5 separate regions of the Mus musculus genome follow, and regions 1, 2, 3 and 5 are each linked to region 4. A link is a contact called in public promoter capture Hi-C data. All regions are on one chromosome and are shown on one strand. The core of a region is the stretch at or near the end of the contact, and the rest is flanking DNA. Distances in the headings are between cores, read along the strand shown.

Region 1 (2,700 bases), core at 141-2,640, 1.2 Mb before region 4:
TATGGAAATGAAGACAACTGAGAGTCAGAATTCTCCGAGGCTCTGAGCTCTTCACTGTGGAGCCACTGTGCCAAGAAACACATTAAACATTCAGTTTTGAATCAAGAGGAATACGTTTTTACCTTTTATTTGAGATAGAAGATTAGATTCTAATCTTTTTGGTTTTCATTCAGATGAGCACTACAGGTATATTTTTGCAAGTCTGTGAATACTTAATTTAAAAGCTATGGACAGCAACCTAAGGGCTCTGACCATGCAAAATGTTTTATAAACAGTTCCATGTGTACTGTTCATCTGGAACCTCACTAGAGATGGATAATGACCTTGTATTTTGTACTCATTTATTCAGAATTAGCCAAACCTTCTGTTTTTAATTACATACTTAATTTACCTAGCATGGTCTAATTACAGAAAACAAAACATCATTTAAACAAAAAGGTGGCCTTGAACTTAATCTATCAAAACACCAGTTAGTTTAAAAAGTTTTCAGCTCTTAACAAACTGCCAAGACATGCAATAGCAATTTTCCAAATGTGATCATACGCTTTTACAGCAAAAGGTTTACTGCATAATCAAACATCTGCATATACTCTAAAACTTCAACATGTTGCTTCACTGTTAATACACATTTCCTTAAACTGTGATAGACTTTAAAAATCTTAAAGCTAAAGTTCATACTACAGAATAATTTTTAAATATCCAAGGTCAGTTTGGCTTTGAAATGTCAAATTATCATAACCATGGCTACTTATTGACAAAATGATCTAGAACTCTATGCAAACTCCTATGTGGGATTTTTCCTTAGCATCCTTCTCTGCGGTATTGTAGCATAGCACGTGTCTCTCAAAGACAGCTTACAATGCTGAATTGTTAGTATTGGTTGAAGAATCTGTCCTTGACTGCAGATGTCATAAAAGCACAGTTTGTGCCTTTTGTCTATAATCCCAATGTGCAGCATACACCTCAATGCACACATGCTGAATTATGATGCGGTAAGAAACTATCTCCCCAAGTGGGTTACAGGATCTTATATATAGAAAATCCTAAGAAAGCAACCAATAGTATTCAAACAACAGATGAGTTTTAAGGGTTTCAGAGTTCAATATAGCAAACTATGTTTCTACACAGTGGCAATGAATAAAACTGAGAAAAACAATTCTATTTAATAAATTTAATAACAGTATCAAAATCAGTAAGGCATACAGTAATAAGCTTAACAAAGCAAGTATGAAATTTCTACTCTGAAAACTAAAAAGCATTACTGAAAACATATCAAAGAAAAACAAACTGCATAGGAGAGCAAAACAGGTCCATGGGTTGAGATCAGTCATGTGCCCATCCTGATCTACAGACCAACAACAGGAACTACTTCGTGGTTACATGTGCATGAGGTGTCTGAGAGGGAAACTCGGAGACGCTGAAAACAGAATGGCAGTTGCCAGGTGCTGGACTGAGGAAGGGAGAGTTGTTTAATGGGCAAACAGTTTCAGATTTGTAAGAAATAAACACAAACATATTCAATACAACTGAACTGAATGTGTGCAAATTGTTAAAATGATAATTTTTGTAACCAAAATTCTCAAAAATGATTTAAAGAAAATCCAGTAAAACAATATTTTTAAAGAACAAAACTAGAAGATATAATACTACTCAATTTAAAAACTTTCTACAGAGTTAGAATAACTAAGACAGTACAAGCCAGTGGAACAAACCAGACTGCCTGGAGAAAAATATAGGTGTGGTCAATTGATTTGAGAAGGTCCTAAGCTTACTCAAGGGAGAAGGACTAGTTTTTTCAATAAATGGTTCTGAGGCAACTGGCTCTAAACAACATGGAGAAGAATAAAATTTGATGCTGACTTCATATCATATACAAAGACAGATGCCCAAGTTTAAGCAACAGCACAAAGCATGAGTATAAACTTCTGTGACAATAGAATCTCGCCATTGGCACCAAAAGCACACAAAGAAAGATCAAACCATTAGAGTTTAAACCTAATTTTAAAATTCGAGTTTTGGTTTCCTTAAAACAAAACAAAACGAAACCCCACAGAGATAGTGTGGGAATATGCTTTCCTTTAAATCCCAGGTATGAGATATGGGCCCTCAGCTGTGCACAGCAGCACTCTATGGCTTCTTGGCGCTTTAGCAGGATTTTGCCGGGGGCTGATAGTTTCTGTGACTGTGTGATGTTTGGAATTCTGGGGACTTTTTCAAAAGGTATGTAAATGCTAGGGTCTTGAGAGGTAGGGTAGATTCAACAATGGGGTTGGTTGGTTGTTGTTGTTAGAAGTTTGTTAAGTGTGCAATGAAGAAAGAAGAAGAAGAAATTAAATATACGGATGGAAAAGATTAAATATCTCCAAGAACTCAACACTCCAAATCAGCAGTACGTAGTTTAAAGATAAGTTGCCCCTTTCCTCTCCATCCTTTTCTCTCCCCTATCTAGTGTTAGGAAGTTGAAAGGGTAGAGAAGGGTGGAAAAAAGAAGAACCTGAAAAGTAGCCAAATACTGGCTACAGGATGAGGCTGGAGAGATGGCTTAGTAATTAAGAGCACTCATTGCTCTTCCAGATGCCGAGTTCAGTTCAATGCCCCATGTGCTGTGCCTCACCACTGCCTGTAACGGCAGATCTAGGGCACCTGACACCCTCTTCTGGATTTTGTGGGTACATACACCTCCCTTCCTACACACACACA
Region 2 (2,700 bases), core at 167-2,666, 1.0 Mb before region 4:
AACCCATGGATCTGTTTCGTTCAACAGATACCTATGGAGTTTGTGGGTAAACAGCCCAGTCCCTGGGGTAATGCAAAGAACTGAAAAACAAGCCTTAGCAACTGAGAGGGTCCTACTCTAGTACAAAAGAAAAAACACTAAAACTAAGTGAAACACAATAATGAACATTAGGGGGCTGGAGAGATAGGTCAGTGGTCAGAAATGCTCGCTACTCTGAGGACCCAAATTTGGTTCCCAGCGCCCATATCAAACTGCTCATTCCTGCCTAAGATACAGCCGCAGAGAACCCAGTGCACTATAACCCCGGCAGGCAGACCCACACGCATTTGTCCACTAACACAGAGAACCATACATCCACAAATAAGATGTAAATTAAAAAGGAAGATAAGTGCATTAGGCAGACCTGGCAAGTGGCTCTGTAGGGAAAGATAGCTGCAGCCAGGTCTGATGACATTAGTGCAATCTCCCAGAACCCACAATCAGAAGAGAGAACCGAGTGCTGCAGGTTGTCCTAAGGTCTCCATTTATATGTTGTACAAGCATGAGCACATGCAAACACATGCACACACACACACACACACACACACACAATCAATCAATCAATAAATAAATAAAATGAAATTTAAAATTAAAGAAAGCACTTTGGAATGTAATTACTAGGCACTTTCTGGCACTGTACTACTGCAGTGAGAAGTGGTTTTACTTCTCATTTATACTTACTGAATATTTATAGTCTTTCAGGTAATTACTCGGGAATTAGACCAGAAAACTAAAGCTTATGTGATTTACTCAATTACCTTGGGAATAAATGCAAAAGAGAATCAAACCAAAGTCTCTCTAACGTATAATAGTGTTAGGAAACTATTAAATAAAATGCAAACAATAATTTTATTAATTCTGGCATGAAGTGAGAGATGTTTCTTAAGGATATCCATTTATAAATATTCACAAAAGAGTCTATCATCAGATCCACTTGAGCAAGTTTAAGTGACTTGGTGTGTTGTGTTTTGACCTCGGTGCTGAGTACTGAAGGAACTTAGGCAAGCTCTGAAGTTGCAACAAGGCCAGGATATACTAGAGATAACCAGATGTCGGGAGGCAAGCGTAAGAACATAAGCAACAGAAAGCAAGGGTACTTGGCGTCATCAGAACCCAATTCTCCCACCATAGCAAGTCCTGGATACCCCAACACACCAGAAAAGCAAGATTCAGATCTAAAATCACTTCTCATGATGATAATAGAGGGCTTTAAGAAGGACATAAATAACTCCAGTAAAGAAATACAGAAGAGCACAGGTAAACAACTAGAGGCCCTTAAAGAGGAAACACAAAAACCAAACCAAACAAATGAAAGTATTCTACAAAGTACCCAAATCATGAGTCACTGCCACACACTCCTCCGTGCTATCTGTTTATAAAGAGCATGAAGTAGAGAATAAGAGAATGTAGTGACACAGGTCTTAAAACACGTGATCCAGCAGCCACACTACTGAGCATGTACACAAGGAAAACAAAGCCAGTGCTCTGCGCTCTCATTCCTTATATCACTATGTACAATCACCAATACACAGAAATAACCTAACTAGTAAACACATAAAGAAAGGTAATGTCACTCTAAAGACAATGCCATTTCACCATGGAGAAGCATGAAATCTGCCATGTGCACGAAGAGGGATGAAACTGGACACCACTAGGAACTGAAAGGGTCAATGTAGGGGAGGGGACCGTGACAGAAAACTTGGTAAGGTCGACTGGATTCAGAAACCCCGGCACCCACCTGAGGACAGTAGGTGTTTCATCTACTACAGAAAAACCTACTCAAGATTCCTGGCCTGGAACATGTGACCATGACTCCTCACATAAAGAACTGGCAACTGGTCACATAGCACAGAACACAAGAGTTCTCCATGCTAATGAGGTATCTAGATGGGCCCTGAGGGTTTAGCCAAAAGCCTCCCTTCCTGAACATTCCTTCCTCAAAAGGTATTTAATCTCTGGTCCACCCTAATGAAACTGTATTCTACACAATGAACAATCAATAAACAGTTTGGAACCAAGGACTGTCTCTCTCATCAAGAACCGACGTGGGGGAAAGCCTTCACCATATAGAGCCACTTAGGCACTCTGTCTGGACTCCTCCCCAACAGTTAACTGGCAACAGCCAGGTTTGCTCCGCCCCACAGTTAGCAACAACCAGGTAGGCCTGGCCCACTATAAAAGGGGCTGCTTGCCCCTTCTCCTCTCTTACTCTCTTGTTCTCTTACTCTCTTGCCCCTTGCTCCCCCACTCTCCCCACCCTAATCCCCCCTCTCTCCACATAGTCATGGCCAGCCTCTACTTCTCGACTCTCTCCTTCTCTCTGCCTTTCTCTGCCCCTACTACTCTCTTAACTCCCCTCCCCATGCCCTAAATAAACTCTATTCTATACTATACAGTCTTGTGGCTGGTTCCTCAGGGGAAGAGATGCCTAGGCATGGACCCACAGAGACATTCCCTTCCCCCATACCTCACCACATCATCTTAGAACATATCTTAATTGCGCTTTATCTTTTTACAATCACAACATTGCTTAAGTATCCTGCAGAAGGCCCCTCTGCGCTCCCAGACACTCTCCACGAAGCAAAGCTGGAGTCCCCCCACAACCCCATCCCCACCAGGACTCCTCTTCACCAGCCTGCACCCCCTTTCCCGATTCCTTGA
Region 3 (2,700 bases), core at 52-2,551, 1.1 Mb before region 4:
TTTTGTTATATAAGTACCTTGCAAAAGGCTGGATGCATTTCATTTATTGTTATATCTCAATGTCTAAAACACTGTGAGGAAAAAGCACTTACAAATGAGACAGGGCTGGGAGGGTAACTCAGCAGTAGTAAGCTGTTTGCCTCACAAGCCCAATGCTCTGAGTTTGATACCCAGCACTAAAAGACAAATGAATAAATAATGAATAAATCACTATACCTACATCTTAGCCTTTCTCAGGGGGGACTTAAAATATATAAAATCTTACAAAGAGATGGAACTGGATAGCTAAATAAAATGAATATTATATGTATATACACATATACATTCATAAACACACACGTTAGCTGGCTTTCTTAGGAAGATAGAAGACTTGGCAGGAAATGATTTAACTTCAGAAAGAATAAAATTTATATGAGTCATTGACAAACAAGTCAATCCACCTTGAAAGACTAGTAAGTACCAACAACTATGTGAAAAATGTTATAATAAAACCACATAATTAGGCCCAGAGAACAGGACTATCTTGCCAGTATTTGTTGTCATTGGCAAACATCCATATTAACTCAGCTTCCCCAATTCAAAATACAAATGGAATAGTGAATTGCCAACTCACTGGAGAGAAAGACTGTATTACAATCTGGGTTCATATTAAAGTTACCTCATTCTTTTCAACTTAGATCTGACCTACAGGAAAATTTTTAACAGATTCTACTGGACAAGTGCCATAGTAAAGTTTAAAATTAGCATTTCAGATGCTAACCTAAAGGATTTCCATTTTATTTCTCAAAACCAAACTAGGCTAAAAATAAAATATGATGAATTATGAGTATAAAGTGAATAAAAGAAACATTTTGTCAGGGAAAAAGAAAAGTGCAACACTGGTCCCTTCTCTCGTTTCTTTTGATTTCATTCATGCGTGGCCTGAGTCAGGGCTGAACACATGGCAGCTGTAAACTGATGAAGCTGATACTGCCCCTCTTCCCTTCAGTTCCATTATGGAAACCTACACACACGAACATGCACAACAGGGCTTCATGTAGCCCAGGCTTCAAACTTTCTATGTATCTAAAATAGCCTTGAACTCTGGTCCTCCTGCCTCTACCTCCTGGGTGCTAGGGTTCCAGGTGTACAGTACCACATTCATTGACTTACCCCATCATTGTAAGAACTCTTTCCCTGAAGACATGTGAATAATTGAGTCCCTGTCCCTTATAGGTCATCCACCATAACTTAAGTAGGATGCACCAAAGTCCAAGTTGGGAAGCCAATAAGTTTATTGGGCATGAGTCAGGGTGGGTTATACATAGAAGCCTGACTATGAAAAATACTCACTGCATGATGTATATCCACTTCTCCACATCTGACAGACAGAGACCTGCCCTTGTAAACCTCCCAATACCATGAGGCCACATGCAATTGGAGCAGTACGACATATGGTGGCTGGGAGGTACAGAAGAGTGTAGACAGACTCTCAGGTGAGAGTCTGATGGCCCACTCTTCTTCCTCTTCCTCCTCCTCCTCCTCTCAGGGGTCTCTTATAAGAAGTCACAGCTAGCTGCTCTGATGAACACTCTGGCCGCTGTGCTCAGAAGGTGGTACTCCACAATGAACAGAGACATGTCTCCCTTCTGAGTTACTACATGTGCAAAGAAAATCGAAATACTCCCATTTTATACAAGAGCGTTAACTTCATTAATACCTGCATGTCACAAAACATTGCATTTCCTTTACAAAAAAAAATGCACTAGCTGCTGTACATCTGTGTCAATAAACTCATAATTAGAAAAGTCACCCAAATATAATGAAATGTCTGAGCTTGGGGTTTACTGGGTGGTGGGAAAGCTCAGGATGTTCTCAATGGAGACTGTTTAGAGGAGAGATGGAAGAAACTGTAAGTAACAACGTAACACTGAGCAGAAAGGGGGCAAAGATAAATACCTAGAAGCACATACAAATAAAGTGTGGCTAAAACGAAAGGCACGGAAACAGAAAGATACTCAGAGCCAAAGGCCTTCTATAACACTCTTAAGAATCTGACTACTAACTAGCCTCACACTTGTAAAACTGCTTCCTGATGGAGAGGTTTTGAAGGGAACAGGATGATCTGTGTGACTTAGGATGATAAATCTAGCAGTGTTGTGAAATTGACTCTGGAGAAGACAAAATGGAGGACTACTATTTAGAGTGATGTAGAAATGCAGAGGGAAAAATACTAAGTCCGAAAAATGGGAATAAAGAACTCCTAGAAGAGTAATGCATTTAGTAAGTACTGAGTAATGGAAGTCTGAATTATCTCTAGCTATGGGGACTGGGCAGGAAGAAAATGTCAATAGAACTTGACTAATAAAACTGGAAGATTAGACAAAAGCTATTTTCCAGACTCTTGAATTTGGCAACTGGTAGTATGAAAAACAATGGAAGATACTGAATTAAAGCTTGAAACAAATGTGTGAATATTAGATTTTAAGTGTCTCAACAATATAGAAAATAATTATCTAGACAGGAACTAAAAATGAGTACAGGACTCAAGATCGACAGCCATGGGGGTGGGGGAAATCAAGAAATGAGACATCAAAGAAGTCAAAAGAGGCAAGGGTGGCAAACAGATCTTCTATGGACAGTTGCAGGACAGCAGTGGGGAAAAAAGAGCCAAAGTCTACTCAAGGAGAAGTAAGAGGAGCTGCAGCCATAGGCACCTGC
Region 4 (2,700 bases), core at 96-2,595:
GCGGCTCAGAGGTCAAGAGCTTTTGCACTGCTCTCACCAGATACCCAGGCTCGGTTCCCAGCTCACATCCTCATGTTCAATAGTGTCTCTATGTATGTCTCTATGGGCACTGTACTCATGCACATACACAGACATACATAATTAAAAATAAATCAGAAAAAAACCACTATGTTTTTTCTTTTTAACATTTATTTGTGGGTGACACACATGCAAACATAGCATGCCATAGAAGTCATTTCTCTCGTTCGGCCACATGGACTTAGACATGTATGGTATGTAAGTTAAATATGTAGTTTAAATATTACAAAATAACCTGCTACAAAAACCACAAGATCCGAGGCTCACTGCTATAAAGCAAAGTGATTTTTAAGCCTCTTCCGCTTTTGGGCAGTTTTGACTTCTGATCCCCTGTGCTTATGACTAACTTCTGCGCATGCCTGGTAGGACAAGATGATTAAGCTCTGCTTTCTACAAATTGCTCCAAATAGTAAGTTACAATGTTTCCTCTCATAAATCACTTTCTCCTGAAAAAATATTAATTCAATCAATTTGCGAAAGTTAGAGCATGTGCATTTACTGTATTGTATTGAATTTTATTCCATGTGAAATTTATTCTAAAAGTGACCTGTTCTGCCACTTCACCACTAGGTGCCTCACCAGCATAAGATTTGGGAAATGGAAGCTAAAAACCGTTGGGAATAAAGTAGGAGCCCTGATACACGCTCCCTACTTGGGAAAACCAGAGACTCTGTCGCTGCCTTCATCCTCATCTTGCTTATACACCAAAATGCCTGCTTCAAACTTTGAAAATTATTCATGCAACCACAGGCTGATGAATCAAACAAACCTTTTGATGGCAAAAAAAAAAAAAAGTTCTGATAAATCACTCAGAACTCCTATCTACAAAGACTTACGCAAAATAAAAAAAAATAAAAATAAAAAAAAAAGACTTACGCCCTATACAAGTCAGAAAACTGCTTCGTTAAACCGATGCTCTCATTAAAGTGGAATATCTTACCACCAGTCAACCTTGAGTTCTTAAGACATGTCAAAGTAAGGTAGGCTTCCAAACAACAAAGTCTGTCATCTTTGCCTTTAAAGTTCATGCCGAGGTACCACCACTTAAGAGAAAAACCTCAACAATTAACGGAGCCCGGAGCAGCGCCGGGACGGCTTCAGGAGGGGCAGCGGCTGGGAAGGTCAAGTCGCTCGGAATCTCTCCGCCCCGCAGCAGCCGCACTCTCCGGCCTCTCTCCAGCCAGTCTTGGACCTGGGGGAATCTCCCGACTAGAGACCAGAGATGCCCCCCCACCGGAGCTGCCGAGCCGTCTGCTGCGGGCGGGACTAACGGTCGTCACCCGGACGTGCGGGCGGGCGTGCGGGCGGGAGACGCCCCTGGGAGGAGGGCGGAGCGGCTGCGGGCCGGCGCACCTGGGCCGCGCCGCCCACCTGAGCCGGGAGCCTCGGCCGAGCCCGCCCCTGCCACCTTTCCCCGCCCAGGGCACCACCCTCCCCACCTTCCGTCTGAGCGCTCGCCCCGCCTCCCCGCCCTCATCCCTTCGCAGCTCCGCCCTGCTCCATCCAGCTCTCTGTTGGTCCCTGCATCACTGCGTGCGACCAGACTGGAGGGACGCATCGGTTAGAAAACCTGCAGTGCCAGGCATCATCCCTGGAAGTGTTTCGCCCGATGTACAAAGTCAAAGAATCCTATCAACAGCTTTGGATAGTAAAGGCGTAAATACAGCATAAGGACGGAGAGGTTGACTTCCTAACTATTTGATTTTGGGTTAAGAGAGTGGCAGTGGTCCCTGGGAGTCCACTTGAACTTGTTAGGTAGCCAAGACTGTCCTGGAACTCCTGATTTTCCTGCCTTCATCTTCCAATGGCTAGGATTACAGGAGTGCCCCAATAAACCCAGCAACACCCCCCAACTTTGGTTTTGGTTTTGTGTGTGTGTGTGTGTGTGTGTGTGTGTGTGTGTGTGTGTGTGTGTGTGTGTGTTTAAGACCGTGTCACATGAAGTCCAGGCTGGACTTGAACTCCCGATCCTCCTCATTCCACCTTCCAAGTTCTGGCGTGTGCCACCACACCTGGTTAATGATTTTTTTTAAAAATAGTTTATGATTTTGCCCTCGTTTCTACAGTGAACAAATATATAAATTTTGTGAATAGACAAAAAAGAAAAAAGTTGTGAGTCACACCTCTATAGTCTCTGCAGTCAGGAGGCAGAGGATCTCCATAGAGACCAGCCATGTCTACATACCAAGTTTCAGGTCAGCCTAAGCTACATAGCCACTGACCTGAAAAAAAAAAAAAAAAAACCAACAAAACAAAAGTTATGAATAAATGAGTGACTGTGTTTATTGGTTTCAGACATTCCTTTTTAGGGATCAGAAACAGCCAAGAACCTATCACACCAAATACATTTAAAGTCTTGGCTTTCATTCAGTGTTCCAAGAATGCACAGCCTGACCCCCATCGCCTGTCTAGCTGGTCTTCTCCGAGCAGAGACTCTTTTCTTCCTGGGACCACTGCAACAAGACATTCCACCTAGGCAGTGTTCAAAGTTTTATCTTCTCCAAATTGACACAGGTCTCAATCAGAACCTCAGCTGCCACCTTTAAGCTAGTAACAACCACTACCCTCTTCTCTGAGGATTCTCCTTAGCGTTGACAAATAGGCTTAAAATACCCAAACTCA
Region 5 (2,700 bases), core at 55-2,554, 1.2 Mb before region 4:
TCCTCTGTCCCTGTTCCTGCTGGCACAAGACCCTCCAAGATTTTTTGGAACAGATGTTGCATTCCACTCACCAGTGATCCCAAGATCCTGGGTGTGCTAGGGCCCGCTGAGTTCACGCCCAAGATCGAAAATCTATTTCAAATAATAATATAAAAAGCTTGAGATGTTGAGCTGGTTTATCTTGGACATTGGATGATTTAGGGAGAGGGATCTGCTCTTATTTTATATTTAGAATCCACTAACTTTGAGAGGAATTTTTTTCCCCAGTTCTGGTCTTACAAAAGTTCTATGGCCTCAACTAAACAGAAACTTCAGCAGCCATTTTCATCTTACATCCAGTCAAACTTTACATTTTATAAACAAAGAGTGTTAAAGAGCACTATAAGAAATATGGGATGTAGGGCTACAGAGACAGCCTGGTGGTTAAGAGCACTTGTTGATCTTGCAGAGGACCCAGGTCCCAGCACTTACATGATGTCTCTCAACCATCAGTAACTCAGTCCTGAGCAGCCAGAGCCCTCTACTGCCTCTTCCTGTGGTAGGCACACACTACCTATACATCCATGTACATATATATACAAGTGAAAAAAACCATTCACACACATACAACAAAAAATAAATCTTAAAAACTATAAATGATGCAGATAAAAACTTGAAAGACATTTAACACATACATTAAATAAAGGATAACTGTTTCAAACACTGGACAACCAGACAGACAGCACACACCAGCTGATATGAGGGCACCAACATACATAGAGTAGAGCACTTCCAGGTTTATGTTCATTCAGAGATGATGCACCTAACCCTCAAGAGACTGGAGGCCCCAGGCAGTTTAGAGGTCACAGGGGGTGGAGGGTGGGGATATCCATGTGGGTGTGGTAGGGAGGAGGTGTGGGATGTGGAGCAGTTGGAGGGTGGGAGGGGAGGGGCGGGGAGTGTAAAAAATGAATTCCATATAAAATTAAATTTAAAAAAGTCTAGACAATACTCTACTACTAAGAAACAAGCATTCTTACAGAGAGTTAACAAATCTAAAAGTCAGCTTAAATAAAAGAGGCAGTTTGTCACATTAGACTGTTCTTTTTGCACGACTTTATAGAAAGATTTCTATTCAAATGTATGTGCTTACATATGTAAAGATTTTCTGTTTTACTTTAAAACTCAGTATTAACATTTAGACTCTGTTTTAGAAGAAAAGAGTTTGAAGTTGTTTTGACAGTTAACAGGAGGGTGGCTGTTACTGCCTAGTTACTATTTTACTGGACAATATGAAACACATGCCACGGTGCACAGCTGAGTCCCCAGGGGAAAGCTGAATGATGATTCTTACTTGCAGCTGAGGGAGAGAGGAACGCATGAGAACTCAGGTCCTGCAGAGAGAAGGAAGCAGACTGGTTGCTATGGCAACCTTCTTACACTACTGAAAGGACACCTAAAACTGACATCAATTTCTCCGGCTACAGTTAAGTTCTGACCTTACCTTATTAAAATAGTTTATTGTAATAATAAACTTAATATTTGAAATTACTTAGTTCCTCAATTTAGGCCTAGTTATTTTAACTTACTTGCTTATATAACCAAAACCCCATTAGCAGCAAAGGAAGGAAAAAAAAATCACCATTCATTCCCTCTATGACTTTGAAACTTTATTAAAAATTTCTTTTCTATCTCTTTCATTCATTCCTTTAATCTTTTACAAGGATAGTAAATTAAGTAGAATATAATTTTGTAAAATATGCCAGTCTATTATAATTAGTTTTTAGTGTTTCATACTTCTTCTAAGCAAATAAGGTCTTCATGAAAAAATAAATGTATGAAGGAATTTTAAAATAACTTAACACAATGCAGTGTGCTTGACTTTTCAATCGCTTAGCATGCATGGCGCATAAAGAAGGAAGTAACTGCTCATGACGCAGCACACCGACTGTCAACAGCTGAGGGACTCATGGGCATGAGCGAGTTGGTCCTTCTACAAGTCACTTAAGATGTAAGTGTTCTACCTGATTCATGATCTTGGAAGTCTGCCCTCTAATTTGTTGCTAAGAGTACAATAAACACATACAAAAAATCAGGATGGGATATACAAGCCACTAACATGAATTTTCTTCCCTAGCTTTATCTTTTAAAATAACAGAGGATGCACAAAACCCAGGGAAGGTCCTGAGCCTCCTGAGGAAGGTGAGAGGTTCAGGAGGAATAGCTGCTCAAACGTTTACAGGACGCACTGTCCAGCAGGAGGGTCTAAGAACAGTTAAGTATTCACAAAGGCACTGGGGAAAGAGAACACGAGCCAGCTGTTTTCCATCTCCAATGAGGGTATGAGAGAAAACAGACAAATCAAAGCTGAGCTTTCAGTTAAACAAAAAGAAGAGAGTAATAAACATGTTAATTGTATCTATGGAAATCTTTCTTTGGAGGCCTTAGAAGATATTCATTTGCATAAGGAAGGAGAGTATTTCTGTGTTCAGCTTCTGTTTTGTGGTAGTAAAACATACAGCACAATCAACATGCACTGGCCTACACTACACCAAACACCCTCAGGCCCAGGACATACGTGCCCATAGGGAGCTCCAAACTACTGTAACCTCACCGTACACAGGATACCTACTGCCTCTATAGAGAAAAGTGGAGGTTTCTAATGGCCCAGAAATACTATGGGTATTTGCAACAAGCCACATGAGAGGTATAGTTCATGTT

Evidence for each region. Promoter capture Hi-C pulls out the DNA fragments that hold promoters and counts their contacts.
Region 1: a contact with region 4 is called in a promoter capture Hi-C map of pre-B cells, with 5 times the contacts expected there. The contact joins the enhancer-like site here to the promoter of Fbxo43 in region 4. A contact is called at or near these places in 11 of 39 promoter capture datasets (the C10 cell line, HPC-7-derived erythroid cells, cranial neural crest and 8 more), 2 of 115 datasets of contacts at active chromatin or transcription factors (T-cell acute lymphoblastic leukemia and large pre-B cells) and 3 of 9 other capture datasets (adipose tissue, liver and macrophages).
Region 2: a contact with region 4 is called in a promoter capture Hi-C map of liver, with 4 times the contacts expected there. The contact joins the enhancer-like site here to the promoter of Fbxo43 in region 4. A contact is called at or near these places in 8 of 39 promoter capture datasets (3T3-L1-derived adipocytes, the C10 cell line, HPC-7-derived erythroid cells and 4 more).
Region 3: a contact with region 4 is called in a promoter capture Hi-C map of cranial neural crest, with 5 times the contacts expected there. The contact joins the enhancer-like site here to the promoter of Fbxo43 in region 4. A contact is called at or near these places in 6 of 39 promoter capture datasets (cranial neural crest, embryonic stem cells, fetal liver and 3 more) and 2 of 9 other capture datasets (adipose tissue and macrophages).
Region 5: a contact with region 4 is called in a promoter capture Hi-C map of maxillary cranial neural crest. The contact joins the enhancer-like site here to the promoter of Fbxo43 in region 4. A contact is called at or near these places in 13 of 39 promoter capture datasets (the C10 cell line, the HPC-7 cell line, HPC-7-derived erythroid cells and 9 more), 9 of 484 Hi-C or Micro-C datasets (CD8 T cells, cardiomyocytes, cranial neural crest and 4 more), 2 of 115 datasets of contacts at active chromatin or transcription factors (fibro-adipogenic progenitors and large pre-B cells) and 2 of 9 other capture datasets (liver and macrophages).

The regions. Positions count from the first base shown.
Region 1 is chr15:34,914,566-34,917,265 of GRCm38.p6, forward strand. All of the region lies in intron 10 of Stk3 (serine/threonine kinase 3), which reads right to left. All of the region lies in intron 1 of Gm52204 (a long non-coding RNA gene), which reads left to right. Among named protein-coding and RNA genes, the nearest start is that of Gm52204, 5.6 kb to the left of the region's middle. Within about 2 kb of position 1,391, at least 16 of the 459 cell types and tissues checked have an H3K27ac peak or open chromatin away from gene starts, as enhancers often do. A contact at or near this core is called in T-cell acute lymphoblastic leukemia and pre-B cells, where this site is marked.
Region 2 is chr15:35,133,550-35,136,249 of GRCm38.p6, forward strand. All of the region lies in intron 1 of Stk3 (serine/threonine kinase 3), which reads right to left. Among named protein-coding and RNA genes, the nearest start is that of Stk3, 21 kb to the right of the region's middle. Within about 2 kb of position 1,417, at least 9 of the 459 cell types and tissues checked have an H3K27ac peak or open chromatin away from gene starts, as enhancers often do.
Region 3 is chr15:35,020,455-35,023,154 of GRCm38.p6, forward strand. The region is part of intron 6 of Stk3 (serine/threonine kinase 3); the gene reads right to left. Among named protein-coding and RNA genes, the nearest start is that of Gm52204, 110 kb to the left of the region's middle. Within about 2 kb of position 1,302, at least 37 of the 459 cell types and tissues checked have an H3K27ac peak or open chromatin away from gene starts, as enhancers often do.
Region 4 is chr15:36,163,516-36,166,215 of GRCm38.p6, forward strand. It overlaps Fbxo43 (F-box protein 43), which reads right to left and starts at 1,346. Exons shown (of 5, transcript NM_001081253.2): 1 at 955-1,346.
Region 5 is chr15:34,951,652-34,954,351 of GRCm38.p6, forward strand. All of the region lies in intron 9 of Stk3 (serine/threonine kinase 3), which reads right to left. Among named protein-coding and RNA genes, the nearest start is that of Gm52204, 43 kb to the left of the region's middle. Within about 2 kb of position 1,305, at least 23 of the 459 cell types and tissues checked have an H3K27ac peak or open chromatin away from gene starts, as enhancers often do.